Regions from separate parts of the Mus musculus genome. Here region 2 is linked to region 1. A link is a contact called in public HiChIP or PLAC-seq data. All regions are on one chromosome and are shown on one strand. Each heading gives the region's core, a stretch centred on a gene start, on an enhancer-like site or on the middle of the called end of the contact. The rest is flanking DNA. Distances are from core to core; before and after follow the strand shown.

Evidence for each region. HiChIP or PLAC-seq counts read pairs in DNA pulled down with a chosen protein or histone mark.
Region 2: an H3K4me3 HiChIP or PLAC-seq map of embryonic basal ganglia shows a contact between it and region 1, with 4 times the contacts expected there. The contact joins the enhancer-like site here to the promoter of A330102I10Rik in region 1. A contact is called at or near these places in 1 of 484 Hi-C or Micro-C datasets (the N1E-115 cell line) and 4 of 115 datasets of contacts at active chromatin or transcription factors (embryonic basal ganglia, embryonic forebrain, embryonic hindbrain and 1 more).

Annotation. Positions count from the first base shown.
Region 1 is chr13:29,014,900-29,017,676 of GRCm38.p6, forward strand. A330102I10Rik (RIKEN cDNA A330102I10 gene) reads left to right here and starts at 1,356. Exons shown (of 5, transcript NR_045074.1): 1 at 1,356-1,492; 2 at 1,811-1,980.
Region 2 is chr13:29,369,763-29,372,531 of GRCm38.p6, forward strand. All of the region lies in intron 13 of Cdkal1 (CDK5 regulatory subunit associated protein 1-like 1), which reads right to left. Among named protein-coding and RNA genes, the nearest start is that of A330102I10Rik, 350 kb to the left of the region's middle. Within about 2 kb of position 1,374, at least 68 of the 459 cell types and tissues checked have an H3K27ac peak or open chromatin away from gene starts, as enhancers often do. A contact at or near this core is called in the N1E-115 cell line, embryonic basal ganglia and embryonic forebrain, where this site is marked.

The DNA of each region.
Region 1 (2,777 bases), core at 106-2,605:
AGTGGAGAGTCGTTGGGACTTTGGTCTGTGTGCAGGTGGAGCCTGGAAGACTGACAGTCTAATTTCGGTCATCTAATGACTTCTTATTTTCCTAACTAATTGTGCTTGCTAAGCACACAATGGTCTGGATTAGTCTTGGAGCCTTCATCAAGTTGGGCTGCAAATCAGGATGCCAGCAAGCCTGCAATAGCCTTGGCTCCCTCCTGTGTGATGCTATGCTAATTCCCAGGATGGGTCACTCTGACAACAAAAAAGAACGCTTGACTTCTCTTGTGATGCTAGAAGAACATAATTCTTTTTTGCAGCGATTCTCTCTCTCTCTCTCTCTCTCTCTCTCTCTCTCTGTGTGTGTGTGTGTGTGTGTGTAAAATTCATCAAACCAAAGAGCCTAAGAGAGATCATTGTGGATGTGGCTTTTAATGATTTGCGGGAGAAAAAGAAAAAGAAAAAGAAAAATGACAGCCTGTGGAGACGCCGATTGGAGAAAGCAGCACACTGTGGTTATTGCCAATTTGAAATACTGGGTTTGTGAAGCCAAGCCCTAAGGGAGTAGCCGGGTAACTGAGAAAGAGATCGTAGATAAAGAAATAAAAATGACAAGCGTAATGGAGGCTGTGCGAAGGGACTGTCAGAGCATCCGTTCATGGATGGCAATCTTGCCAGGCAGAGATTGAATAATTCATAGATGGAAACTACCCTGCCTTCACCTTCCCATTTAAACCGGGCATGAGCTGAATCTCTAATAAATTTTCAAGATAAAGTAAAATGCCAATTTGAATCTGAAGAGCTTTTAAAAGCAGATGTCGCATCCCCCCGAATCGTTCAGTATCTTTCACAATTACACTCTGAGGACTGCACTTCATCAGGAAGCACCGTCACCGGGGAAAATGACTGTGATTACAATAGCAACAATAGAATGCCATCGAATGATCTCTAATTTACCTAATTTGCTAAGACTGACTGGCTTAAATACCCATTGTGTGTTGCTGGTGCCCTGTCCGTGGATCTCTCTCAAGACAGAACAAAAGTGGTGTACTGTGTGTGCTCCCTTGGTTCACACAGTCTGGCAGAGATCGGTCTTCTAAGTTACAATGTCTCTTTCGTCGGCTTTTCATCTTTGTATTTTTTTATATTTTTACTTTTTTCCTAATGCTTTGTCCTAAATGCCTTTTGAGGGAAAATGGCAAGCAGTGACTTGTTAATTTATACACTTCTTAAATTTTAAAATATACAGGCCTGGGTCTATTTGAGGAGAGGGCAGATTTGGTGCTGGGAGAAGGATTTAACAAGCCAGCCGGGATGGGGTGTGTGTGCGTACGCATGTCGTGCTCGTGCATGAGTGCGTGCAAGTGTGTGTGTGTGTGTGCGCGCGCGCGCGCGCGCGTGCGCGAGTGCACATGCACGTGTTGTGTTGTGTTTCCTCCATAAGAAATTCTTTTCCTGGATTTGTGATCCCTGTGGAACATTAAGAACCTCTCCGATTGAATCTCAGGTAGTAAAGCCGGCAGCCACTCCACGTAGCTCTTTCAGAAAGGCTGTGTGCCTGATTCCTTGATGCATCAAGGCTTTTAGGCTACTTGGCTGTGTTTGTGTCTGCTCAGCGCACAGAAGTCTGTGCTAAAGAGAACTTTCTGTCTGGCAGAGTGCCCTGCTCATTCGTCTTGGGGTGACTATGCCATTCTGAGGAGGTGGCACGGGGCTATCCATCCTCCCTGGGGAACAGAGCGGAATCATTTAGCAGACACTGGGGTTTCTGGAATTGTCCTTATAGCATGGAGACAGCATGCCAATCAGTATTTGAATATTTCAGGGAGGAACCGGAGGTATGAATGACAACTGTTTGAGAAGAAGGTCCCAAATCCCTCTCTTAAAACCTTGGGATTGTGCTTGAGACTCAGCCCCGATGTGTTCCGTGGTGAGTCACTCACCTGGTTTACCCACACTGTATGCTCCCCCTACCTGCCCCTACCTTGTCATAAGGTAAGTTGTGTTGCTAGTTATTTATATAATAAGCATGAGTGATCCTTATTGTGTGATGTTAGTGGGAATGCGCTGTTGATGTTGCCTTTTCTTCCCATTGTGTTCACACCATGCTGGGGCAGACTTAGAACTTTGTGTTAAAATATGGCATATTGAAGCATGACTTAAATATTGTAGGTTTTTTCCCCCTCTCTATTTTTTCTTTCTGAGTGCATCCAAGGCTTTAATAGTGTTTAAGGAAAGGGGGAAACAGCTTTATGTAGTGAACACTTTGCTTAAAAGCAGTAAGCAGTGTGCTGGCTAGTACTTCTGTTACCACAATGCTGCTTTAGGTAGCCTGTTCCGGAAAGAGGCTCTATTGTGAGTATGTGAAAGTCCACACTACGCCCATGCCAGCATCTCCTTCCCTTTTTTGTAATTAAAACGTAATTAAAAAGTTTTGCTTATCAGCAAGGGATTTAACTTCTGACACCTTAAAGCTATTGAAGAACTGGGGTGTGAACAGGATAGTCATGGAGTGAACCGATTGGATTTTCTGTTCAGCATTTAACAGGTATGAGTACCTTCAAATTATCCAAGAATAATTGGAAACCAGGCTAGTCATTTGGGGAGACCCATAACAAACCGATCTTCGTTATTGGGTAAGAATAGCAAGTCGGGAGCTTATTTTTTAATAAGAGGATTTAGACATCAGAATCTTGGAAAATGAGGGTGGGTTTGGTTTTTTTAGGCTGTAGGTACAAGAATATTAGTGTTTCATGTATAATATCTGTAAGGTTTCCTACAGTATGCTGCTG
Region 2 (2,769 bases), core at 124-2,623, 350 kb after region 1:
CTCAGAAATCTGCCTGCCTCTGCCTCCTGAGTGCTGGGATTAAAGGTGTGCGCCACTACTACTACGCCTGGCTTAGACTGTTTTCTTGTTAAAACACCACTTTTGGTAAACTGACTTATATATAAGATTAAGTCTAAGTGTACCAGTTTCTTTTCACTTTTAAAAGGTGGTACTGGGGACCCTCCTCCAGGTCTATCTGGACAAGTGTAGTTCTCATCCCTACCAAGGAAGCGTCTCTTTGCAACAGAGGGAAAACCATGGAAAACCACCCCCAATTGGTATGTAGAGTTGTGGAGGCTAGTCCCAACTGATATCTATAGCACGACTTCTACACCTAAGATTCAGGATCATTGGAGAAGAGGGGACAGGAAGGTTGTAGGAGCCAGAACGGGCAGTTTTCTGAGAGACTCTGTTCCCTAGAAGTGTCATAAGCTACACCCATGAAGTCTCATGAGCTGAACAGGAAGGGATGGGTTGTCCAATACTGAATGGTTAGCCCTGAAAATATATGCACACAAGTAACATTATATAGATCAAGCAGGCTATATTCATGAATTTAGGAACACACACACACACACACACACACACACACACACACGGAACGGGGACTTGAGCACATTTTAAAAAATATGGCTAGCAGGAAATTAAAAAAAAAATCTGTAGTTTACCCTGAGTTTTTCCTGCACATGGGTACTCTAGATCACTGTGATGCTGTCAGAGACTCTCACAGGTCACACCACCCCTTGTACTATTCAGAAGAGGGCCATTCAGGTAAGTCTTAGATAAGAAGGCAGCTGTATCTGCAAATTGTAAAGACAGGCTCGATTGTTGTTTGGGCCATTAAATTATTCCTGCGTCTCTCCAACCCCCTCCAAATTACAGCTTCCCTAACATTTTAGGGTGTAATCAATTTGAGATTTTACACTGGGATTTTTGGGACATCCTGGGACTAGGAGAAAGATGATCCAAACTGTCACATATTCTTTATGACTGAAAAAGTGGCCACAGAAACAGCAATAGCAGAGGAACTTAAAAAAGGCAGAGAGGGGGATGCTCATTTCCAAACTTAAACAAAAAACAAAAAACTTTAAGCCAAAAAAAAAGAATGCCCAAAACACATACCGGCTTTGGTAAAATAAATCTTTTATTATCCACCTCTCTACCAGAGAAGTCAGTGTACACAGGAGTGATAAATAACAAGTGTGGTGAGACACAGCCCACTATCTGCCAACCATTTGCCAGTCAGGACTGAGGCCGAGGAAGCAGAGAGGATTAAGCAGAAATCAAAGACTGCCAAGCTCTAATGGTGTCTAATTAGCATAACAAAAGACACAGCCACAATCTTTCAGCAGCGGGCCATACATCTCATTAAAGAAGACTGAATAGCAATTATTCTCTCCTGCTATCCTTCCTTTCCCTTGCTTCTAGGCTTAGCTCCGGGAGACCCTGAGACCAGAGCTGGAGAGCCTCTGCTTTGTTAGCCAAGCATCTGGGCAGTAGGGGGAAAAATCCACTTGCAGGACCAGACACCTGCACTCTCAGTCTTCTCTGCTGGGGCAATGGATCTTCTTAAGCACAAGCAAGTCCTGCTATCCATCTGATAGGACTCCCACCGAAAGAGGTCTTTGTTGACCTAACAAAACAAAACAAGACCCCAAACTAAATCCCATCCCCCTTAAAAGTCTGCATTGAAAGAAACTTACTTCTACCTATGTGCTTCTCTTCCCCCAGCCTAGCAATTCCTTCTCAATGTTATGTCCCTGTCTGAGACATAATGAAGCGAAATTGAAATCCTACCACATTCTATTGCAACCTGTAATTAGCTGGGTGCACACGTACATGCACACATCATGCAATTTAAATGAGAGTCTTGGTTCAGACCTCGTCTCTGTGCTTCCTTTGGATGACAGACAAGTGTGAAAATACATGAAATTCAACACGGGGAGACAGACAGGACTTGTGGACAGGGGACTTTTTTTTTTTGCACATATTTAAACCAAGAATAAAAGATCCCACTGAACCAAATAAGCAAACAAACTTATTTCTCTAGAGTGATTGCTAAAAAAACCAAAAGTCTCAATGAATTCTAATATTCATCTATTCTGGGGTAAGGGCTGAGCCAGAAGATGAATAAAAAAAAATGACACAGTCATTTAATCTAAGCAATTATCAGTTCTGAACACTACTTTTTGATCAGTAATGCCCTTCTCAAAAGGAAATTTGGTGCGAGAGTTCTTTGATTTTTCCCCCCCCTTTCCCATAATGGCTTCAGCTGCCAAGCACAATATTGCACTGTGGACTGAAGCCAAATCTAGCCAGGTCTGTGGCCGCTCTAGGAGAGCTGTTTATCACAGATGCAGACAGGAACCTTTGCTGCAGCTCCCAGAATGGCACAGGAAAAAGCAGCCAACTGGCTGGCCTGCCTGGGAAAACCTATGCAGTCTGTCTGGGCTTTCCAAACTCCTCTAGGACTACTGTATGGCAGGCACCAGGAGACGCTGGGACCACTGAAGCTAGACTGAAAGTTGTCCAGACACTTGAAGGCTATAATATTTTGTGTGGGACAGTACATAGTTGAAATAGCCTTTGGGGAGCACTTAAATCCTACAAGGCCTTCTAATATGTGGTAAAGGACTTGGGACTCCAGAGTTGTGCTAGACCATAGTCCCTGTTTTATGGTCCTAACCAGTACTAGGCCCATCCATGCTCCTCTCATATGCCCTGTGCTCAAGCACATATTCCTGCCACCCTAAAGTCACACAAAGTCAG